Linked DNA regions of Mus musculus: region 2 is linked to region 1. The links are chromatin contacts, called in public Hi-C maps. All regions are on one chromosome and are shown on one strand. The core of a region is the stretch at or near the end of the contact, and the rest is flanking DNA. Distances in the headings are between cores, read along the strand shown.

Evidence for each region. A called contact is a pair of places that touch in the nucleus more often than the background predicts.
Region 2: a Hi-C map of the G1E-ER4 cell line shows a contact between it and region 1, with 2.5 times the contacts expected there. The contact joins two enhancer-like sites. A contact is called at or near these places in 1 of 39 promoter capture datasets (embryonic stem cells), 8 of 15 datasets of contacts at CTCF or cohesin (CD8 T cells, the NIH/3T3 cell line, embryonic stem cells and 3 more), 160 of 484 Hi-C or Micro-C datasets (the 63-12 cell line, the AML12 cell line, the AtT-20 cell line and 84 more), 15 of 115 datasets of contacts at active chromatin or transcription factors (the 230-238 cell line, CD4 single positive thymocytes, the HPC-7 cell line and 8 more) and 2 of 9 other capture datasets (adipose tissue and embryonic stem cells).

Annotation. Positions count from the first base shown.
Region 1 is chr5:21,260,898-21,265,821 of GRCm38.p6, forward strand. All of the region lies in intron 19 of Gsap (gamma-secretase activating protein), which reads left to right. Among named protein-coding and RNA genes, the nearest start is that of Gsap, 77 kb to the left of the region's middle. Within about 2 kb of position 2,509, at least 65 of the 459 cell types and tissues checked have an H3K27ac peak or open chromatin away from gene starts, as enhancers often do. A contact at or near this core is called in the G1E-ER4 cell line, Sertoli cells and cortical neurons, where this site is marked.
Region 2 is chr5:21,572,693-21,577,221 of GRCm38.p6, forward strand. The region is part of intron 9 of Fbxl13 (F-box and leucine-rich repeat protein 13); the gene reads right to left. Lrrc17 (leucine rich repeat containing 17) reads left to right here. Exons shown (of 4, transcript NM_028977.1): 4 at 2,272-3,219. The coding sequence ends at 2,669. Among named protein-coding and RNA genes, the nearest start is that of Lrrc17, 31 kb to the left of the region's middle. Within about 2 kb of position 2,044, at least 18 of the 459 cell types and tissues checked have an H3K27ac peak or open chromatin away from gene starts, as enhancers often do. A contact at or near this core is called in the G1E-ER4 cell line, Sertoli cells and cortical neurons, where this site is marked.

The DNA.
Region 1 (4,924 bases), core at 1,259-3,758:
GAGGGCTTTGATCCTTAGTAAGCTATCGGCTGCCCAGGGGAAGCAGCAACTTGCGTAAAAGGCTAAAAATAGCTCCTAATTTTATAGTGAGAAGAGAAATCACGAAAACTATTTAACCACAGGAAACCAAAGAGGGAAACTATAGCTTACTCAAATATATGGGTAAAGAAGAGAGTCTGCTTCAAGTAGAGGACTGGGCAGTTTTACCAAAGTAGTTCTGTCTCTCTCTCTTTCTCTCTCTCTATGTCTCTCTATCTCTGTCTCTCTGTCTCTGTTTCTCTGTCTCTCTCTTTTTCCTCCCTCCCTCCCTCCCTCTCTTCCCCACTTCCTCTGTCTCTCCTTCCTCAGCCTCCCAAGGGCTGAGATTCCAAGTGTGCACCACATGCCTGGCTCAAAATCAGATGTTGTTAATTTATTTAATCACGTGTTCAGAGATTCCTGAGTAGCTGACCTGGAGACTGGGAAGGCCAGGAAGACGTGACTCCCTCCTGCTTAGGGCATGAGCTGTGACTCCTGCAGTCTTTCAGGTACAGGGCTACTGAGCAGCTGGGAAGAGGTTGTTTGCCACCTCCTGAGCATCTGGTGGAGGGTGCCACCTGGGCTCTTTATCCAGACTTTGCTTGTACCTCTTCATTCAACATGTTTGGAAGCTGCTTTAACTAGACAGGGCAAGAAGCACAGAAGGCACTAATTCCACCGTGCAGACAGATACCATTGTTTGCTGGCAATCTGAAATACTGGCACATCCACAATGTAACAGCTCGCTGCTCTGAGCCTTTAGAGCTGTTGCTCTGGGGAAAAGGAAGCCCTGTTCCAAGCTGGTTCTGGGGGTGGGGGTGGGGTTAGGATTTTCTAAAGTTTGGATTGCATCTGTGTCCTGGGAGAGTGAATTAGTTACAGTGAGAGTTCCATTAATGTCGTGAACATAATTTTATGATACCACGAAGCAGCATGATTTATCATTCATAGAGCCTCGGAGCAGTGAGCTAATTCCTGCCATTTTTTGTAGAGGGTGGATAGCCAGACTCCCTACCTACTAGCTATAAAGCTGAGAACCAGACCCAGCTAGAAAATTATTTCTATTCCTTTCTTATCAGTCACTCTGAGCTTCAAGAAAGCTAAATGTGAGTTAGACGGCCATAATTATAGATTACATTTAAAATTGTCCAGCCTATAAAAAAACCAAAACAGAATGGCTGATAAAACTCCCTAGTTGGGTCAGGGAAGTGGACTTTTTGCCGGATCCTGGAGCAGGAGGAAGCTTAGCTATATCCTGAGACTTGAATGAGATAGCTGTGTGCTTGCAGCTCTCTTAGTGTTCAGCCTCGGGAATTTCAGTTGTCTGCCACCTGTGGGGATGCTCCCACATAACGCTCTTAGATGCTGCCTTTCGAACTTCTGTCCACAAAGACATTTGCTATTGCACTTTATATATGGTAGACATGATGCACACATTGCTGGGTTTCTCTGGAGAGCAAGCAGAAATGGGTCCCGAGATGCGAGTCACTGAAGATCCTAGGAAGACTGACATGTTAGCCCTGCTCTTTGTCCTGTACGGAGAGTAAAGGGGTCTCTCAGACTGGGCCTCCTTCCCAAGATGCTGATTAATCAACAGAGGTAGGACCAAAGCCAGTGTCTTTGAGACACTGATGGTGAGAGGCAGATGTTTATTGCTGGCAGTGGTTTGCAGATGAGCCATTACCACAGGCTCATTTTGCTCTGTTTCTGGATCAAATTCCTTAATGTAGCTGGTCCTTTTGTGTAATTGATAGTTGTGACTGGTTGTGTGTGGTGATTGCTTTATGGCATCTTCAGAGACAAAGGGAGGTGATTTTTGAAGAAGAGATGGGAATAATTTTCTTCCTTCCAAAGTGAAAAAGTTGAAACTCCCCTTTGTGCAGGGGGAAAATGATTCCTGGCCATTCCTCGGGTTTCTGATTGCTTCTTAAGCCAGACCCCCAAGGACTAGCTAAGCTTATAGATACTTTGTCCACAAAGACCTTTAGTATAATTTTAAAGGCTTATTTAATTCATGTGTATCTGTGTGTGCCTGTATGTTTGTATGTACAGTAGATGCATGCAGGTAGATGACCCCTTGGATTCCTGGGGCTGGAGCAATATCAAGTTGTCCCCTGTGGGGGCTGAACCCAGGTGTTCTGTAAGACAAGCAAGTTGCTGGGACATCTCTTTAGTCCTCATTTTCTGTATTTTTAAAAGAACACTGGGAGCTAGCCATGGTAGTGTGTACCTTGAATCCCCAGCACTCAGGAGGCAGAACTCTGAGCTTGAGGTCAACCTGGTCAACAAAGTGAGTTTCAGGCTAGCCAGGGCTACATAGAGAGAGCCTCAAAATAAACAAAAGGCTACACTTTTCCAGTAGCTGGTGAGTGTGTCTTAAGAAGTGTGGCTCTCATTTTGCATTGTCCTTTACGGGGACAGTATTTGGAGCTCTCTCAACTCCCCTTTAGTCAAGTGTCAGTTGAGTGCCCTGGCCACATCCCAAACCACGAGCTGCGGTGCTGGGCTGGGCTGATTGGGTGGGGATGCACACATTCTACTCTCTTTTCCTTCTCCGTCAAAGGTGCAGCATCTAACATTTTTTTAAAAAGTAAAATAAAAAAATAAACCCTGCTTTTATTCTCTGGGCCAATGAGCAGGTCGGCATTCACTTAGACTCTGGGGTTCCTCGCAGAAAGGCATTCTCTAACTCTCCTGTTTCTACCGACTCACAAGTCTGTACACATAGTCTTTATCGGCCTTCGCTGTCGTGGGCTGACTGCAGTCCCAGGACAGGCTCAGACCATGTTTTCAACTGCGAGCCATGGTCCACAAGGATCATCCCAGAAACCTGAAAAACTCAAAAGGCTTCAGACCACCCCCAAAACCGTTAAATCCAAGCAGATGGCGTGGTTTCTAACGGCTGCTGAGGCTGGCAAACACAAGCTGGGGGCCGCTGTCCAGCGCAGACAACAAAGGACTATTCATCTTCTCTCAGCTCTCCAAGGCTAAGCCAAAGCCACGGTCTGCATTCTGGCCTTGCAGCTTTGTTCACTCACCAAGCCTCCCATTGAACATACTGTCTTCATCCTTCTTTCTGTTCTACTTCCCTGGGCTCTGTGTTTTTCAGTCTCCCAAACAGGCCTTTCGATCTGCAGTCATCTCTGAATGTGGGCAGATTAAACATTGTGTTGCCAATCGTCTGCTGAGGTGTTTACCAACAGTAAGAGAACATGGAGGTTATAATAGATCAACAGACTCCAGAAATCCTCTCCGCTCAAATGGGAACATTTATGGGATCTTTGATTAACACTATTTCTTACTAAGTTTTAATTTTTGTTTTGTTTAAAATACAGATCTGTCTTCTGCTGTGTGACTTTTCTTGGATAGATATGGGCAAGTGTCTGGTCATTTCAGATGGGGCATCTAAAGAAATAATTCTATCCAAGTATAGCTTGGTGAACCAATGTGTTTATTGGACCACCTATAAGCACCTGGGTGAGAAGTTGCTTACAGGTGCATGGGCAATTCCCCAGGCAGCTGTGTCAATGGGGCTTTCTGGATGAGTCTTTTCTTTCTCAGCAACTGCTTAATTATGCATAATTATAATTAATTACACAACCCGGGAAGAGCTTCCCAGCCTTGCGTGGTCTAGTACAAGGTATATAATCAACGCCCCCAGGAATATTCTGTGCGCGCACACTCTATCTCACCCGGGCACGCTAGTGCCTGCCTTTGAAGGGTGCTCATGGGCCTGCTCACAACTTTTTCTGTTATTCTTGGTTGACTCAAGACTATGATAAAAAACAAACTTTAAAATTTCATTCATTCATTCATTCATTCATTCATTCATTCATTCATTCATATATGTGAGTTTGTCTGTGTGGGTGTGCAGATACACAAGGGCTTGTGGGAATCGATCTTCTCTCTCCACCCTGTGTGGCTCTGAGATAGAATTCAGGTCAGCAGGCTAACCTACTGAGCCATCTTACTGCCCTCCCCCAAGTGTTTTTAAATAAAGAGAAAGATTTTAAAAATAAGAAGGAGGAGGAGGAGGAGCAGGAGGAGGAGGAGGAGCAGCAGGAGGAGGAGGAGCAGGAGGAGGAGGAGGAGGAGCAGGAGGAGGAGGAGCAGGAGGAGGAGGAGGAGGAGAAGGAGGAGGAGGAGAAGGAGGAGGAGAAGGAGGAGGAGGAGGAAGAGAAGGAGGAGGAGGAGGAGCAGGAGGAGGAGGAGGAGGAGGAGGAAGAGTATTGGTCCTAAAAGCAAGATTGAGGTAAATCATTCCAAGGTGGATTGCTGTGGCAAAGCAGGCATGCCCATAGCCAAACTGACCACTAGATGGCACCACAACACCGACTAGTTTTCTGATTTGGGCACTTGGATTTCATGACCAGATGTAGGAAAATAGAAAGGCTGTGGAGAGAAGACTGCAGGATTGGCCCGATGATCATGATGTGGTGGCGACAACGAAGAATAAGAATAATTATTGTTTAAATTATTGCTATTATAAAAAAACAAACTAGGGAGAAGGACTAAGTAAGATAGGTTTACTATAAAGAAAGAAAAGATAAGGAGTGGGACCTGACCCCAGCCTTCTCACCTGCCCTGGAAATACATCTCAGTTATTAAGGATCCAAGACTTTTCCATCTCTGAGAGAAGGGGCCTTGCCTGTGTAGGCCTTTCTTTCAGGTTACTAAATAAAAGTGCACAATATCACAGAACTTAATTTATTGAGACTCCAAAATCTATGTCAAGCCATTGTTGTCCTTTCAACAATAGCACACCAGCCACATTCTGTTTACTATTAGAGCATTTGTATGTGTGTGATTGAAGTGGATTTTTAGTTCTCACTTATTTTTAACTTCCTTTTCCCCCCTCCTTTTAAATTTACCATTCAAAGAATTTCATACATGCATTGCCCTAGTT
Region 2 (4,529 bases), core at 794-3,293, 310 kb after region 1:
TAACTGTCAGTAGCATGGATGCCTGGGCATTTGTGTAATAAATGCAAGTCCCAGGGTTTAATTCCCAGCAACACACACACACACACACACACACAAAATGAATGCAGATGACTTTTAGAGCTTTTGTTAAATAAACTAAAATGCCAATTATTATTATACAGCCTCAACTAAATGTGTTACAGCAGTGAACAGCCATGCTATAAAAATGACTCGTCACAACAGACTATGGAATATAAAAACCACTCCCTCTCTCCCTCCCTTCCTCCCAACATCCCTTTGTTAAATTCAACACAAGGGAAGGATTTTCACTCACAAGTATGTGTTGAACCAAGCACCAAGTACTTTTTTTGGTAAGTCCTTTAGAAGAAAAGAAAATGGATCTTAGAGTTTAAATAAGACAAAATTAACTAAACCAGTTTGAAAGTAAAAGGCCTACTGTATTTCAGAATTTTAAAATGAAGCACTTCCCAGTGACTTCCTTGAGAATTTGGGCTGCCTTGTGAGCAAATGTGGGGCACCAGATGGTAGAAGACTTGGGTGACAGTCTGGTAAAATATAGGGCGTCAGTGGAGAAGGGGAGAAAGCCACCCTATTAGGAGTTTTACTTCCTTCAAGGAATAAAGCTAGCTCTCCCAGGGGGCCTAGATACACTCACGTTAATAACTGCAGTTCTTTTAAATGTAGGACTGTTTATTTACACACACTTTCAATCTGGAGGGTTGTTTCAAGAAAAGTGATTTTGTGATGGCCTGATTTTAGAATTTTAGCCAGAGCCACAAAATGCCAAAATTTCAGAACTATCATCATCACAAGGATTGATCATCTCTCATGCCCAACTCCTCAGCCTTCTCTCTGGCCCAAAATAGAAAGGAGTCTGTTTGGGGCTCCGTCAAGAAAAGACAATATGAAAATAGTGACTCATATTGATGTCAAGCATATTTTCGGATTCAAAATAAGGATGCTGTGCTCTAACAAAGGCATTCTGAAAGAGTAAGGTGAAAATGTTCAAAACAGAGAGAAGCCCTTTGAAGCTGGGAATGACCTGTGAATTTTGGAATGTGTGGTGGACCTTTAAGTGTGCAGCCTTTGTCCTTGGCTTTATCTGTTAGGAGTTATTTTGTTCCAATTTCTCAGCATCCCGCTAAATCAAATGCATATGCCTGTAACACTGATAGACACCATCGCTTACCAAATTCAACCAGATGTTTCAAAAAAAGAAATTATTTGGTTTGGAACTGTACAAAAATAGACTCTCACCACCAGAGCCACTAAGCTGGAAAAGGTTATTTTTTTTTTAGGCATTTTTTAGAAATCACCAATAAAATAACCTAGGAAGCTGCCACGGGTTTTTATGTTTTCCTGTGCTAAAGTCTTACAATTGACACACTTACCTTATTACCTTTTTGCAACATCTTCCCAATTAAAGAAGAAATACACCAGAAAGATGTACTTTTCTGACACATTCAGAGTCCTGGGCAGAAATTACAGTGTGTTAACACCACACAGGCTTTCCCCATGTTCCAGAAAGGTGATTTTTAAAAACTAACTTAGAACCAACTTTTTTCAAATAAAACAGGCTAGTCTGTCTGATCAAGGGAAAGCTTCGTTTGATAAAAATATATTTCTCATATTTTGTATTTCCTCATATGTTCAGTAAGGAGGACCCACTGAGACCCTGACCCAGAAATCCTCCCCACAGAGCTAGAGAGGAAGAAAGCACTTTCCTTATTAAATAAACATTGTACCAAAATACGGCACAACTCAGGCAAACGCTAAGCTAACAGCTTGCAAAGTCAGAAAGCCATTTCTATGTCCTCTTTTAAGGACTCAGATAGATCCGACCCATCATGCACACATTTTCATGATAAAGCAACGGCTCGGCCTTAAGTAGCAGGGCCTCGCAGTAAGGTTTTAATCACACAGTACACCTGTTAATAGGACAACTGTCTGGTTTGGCTCGGAGTCTTTATTGCAAACACTGCCACACTTCTTTCTTCACGACAGGAAGTAGTTTGCAACTAGAAGCAAGGCCCTAGTGAAGTTAGCTACCTTTTCTCTCACCAGAACTGAAAAGCAGAGGGCCAGCTAGTCCCTTGATGGGCTCTGTTCAGTCTCAGAAAATGCTGAGAGTCACACGTGTACTGGAGAGAATGTTGTGACGGAGAGAACGGGGCCTCTTATTGAAACCCGTGTTTGGCCGTGTGACAGACACTTGGTGTGCAGCCGTACAGCTCCCCTACCCACTGATTAATAAGCGGTCTCTGTTTCTAGCTGCCTTTTTAGGGCTCATACACCTAGAAGAGCTCGACTTATCAAACAACAGCCTGCAGAACTTTGACTATGGCGTGTTAGAGGATTTGTACTTTCTGAAACTCCTGTGGCTCAGAGATAACCCTTGGAGGTGTGACTACAGCATCCACTACCTCTACTACTGGTTAAAGCACCACTACAACGTCCACTATAACGGTCTGGAATGCAAAACGCCGGAAGAATACAAAGGGTGGTCTGTGGGGAAATACGTACGGAGTTACTATGAAGAATGCCCCAAGGACAAGCTGCCAGCCTACCCTGAGACGTTTGACCAGGACACAGAAGATGATGAATGGCAGAAAATACACAGAGATCACCCAGCAAAGAAGCACAGAGTGAGAATCACCATTGTGGGGTAGTTAACTACCGAACCGTCCCAGCTAGACCCGGCTGCACAGCGCTGTGTGGGCGTGGGGAACCGCATGTTTACATTCGGATGAATTGTGGGTTTGGGGATTTAGCTCAGTGGTAGAGCGCTTGCCTAGCAAGCGCAAGGCCCTGGGTTCGGTCCTCAGCTCTGGAAAAAAAAAACAAAACATTTGGATGAATTGTGATACCTATTATGCAGGGTAATCAAGCTACAAGGAGGTTCCTCTGATTTGTTAGCAACAATTATTCGGCTGTGGCAAGTTTGATAATCTAGGGAAACCTGCCCGCCTGCGGATCAGACTCCCATGACAAGAGTACACAGTGGGCCAGAACTGCTGGTACATGTCCACAGCTCCAACACTAAAGCTGAGGCAGGAGGACCGTGGTGCCAACCTGGGCTACAAAGCCAGAAACAGTCTCAAAAGAACCCAACTATTCCACACTGGTGACATGAGGGAGTTGGATATTAATGATGGTATTAGAATTTCATAGTGCATATGTTTTTAGTGGCTTTTTGAAATAAAAGTTTAAAAAAAAAAACAAGGTTCATTTTTACATATAACTCCTTGTATAGTCTTTCAAAAATGATAAAAATGAAAAGTTACAATGGATTGTCACCCCTTTCTCCTGTCAACCCTCCGCTATTATTAATTGTTTAACTCAATTTAAGCATTAAGTAGATTTGCAGTTTTGGGTTCATATACATTCCAGAGGAATGTCCTGAAAAACCAAATTCTCACGGTCAAACAACAACAACAACAACACACTGTCATAATAAGCAAATAGAGAATATGAGATGGTTAGTATGAAAAACCAGTCAGACAGCTCTGAGAGACAGACAGCTCTGAGAGGCTGACAGCTCTAACAGGCAGCTCTGACAGACAGACAGCTCTGACAGACAGGCAGCTCTGACTGACAGACAGGCAGCTCTGACAGACAGGCAGCTCTGACAGACAGGCAGCTCTGAGAGGCCTGGGTAGGTGATCTGAATCATGAGTCCTGAAGACCTGAAACTGCCAATGAATATGGAAAAAACACTATTCATTTCTTCCTGTCTGTGTCTAGAAGCCACTTGTCATGGTTAAGCAGGCCCAAATACTTCCTCCAAAAGTAATAGAGCAAAGTTCATAAAACAAGTCATAAAATTAGGATTCCGGGCCAGAATCTGGGGTGAAAAAAAAAAAAAACAGAAAACAAAAAATAACATCAGAGAATATTTAAGGGAGGATGGTCATTCAAGATGATTGCTGCTAATTGGGTTTTACTTCAAATTATGCCACCTAGAAAATACAGAGCCAGTAAAAGAGGCTATGCATACAGAATATAAATCTGACTTCGTCACCTTACATACAGTAACCAGTGAGACGACATGCACTGGGCAAGCCACATGGAAAGAAAGGTTACTTCCCATGGTTTCCTCCCACACAAAACACATTGCCCTTTCTCTATCAAGACATTTGATACAAAGTTTAGCAACTGGTCTTCCTTAATTCTTGCAAAAACAACCCAAGCTTGAAAAATGATATATGATAAATAGTACTGAGTACTTTATAAAGTGTCTCTAGTTGCTGAACTCTGTGTTAAAAGTTTCCTGTATTATGCTTATAATTCACAAGGACCCTCTGAGGACCGTAATGCTATCTACCTTTCAAAGATGAGAAATCCACAGCTCAGGGATCAAGCAACTTGGACAAAGCCACATAGATGGCAACTATCAGAGCTAGAGTCCAGAGCCAGGTGAACAGCCAAGATCCAGAGTCATATAAATTCTTCTATTGTACACAAAAACATAGTCCTTGTACTTGACTACCTAGACCAGAATTTCTAAAACTAGATCCCCCCAAAAAACC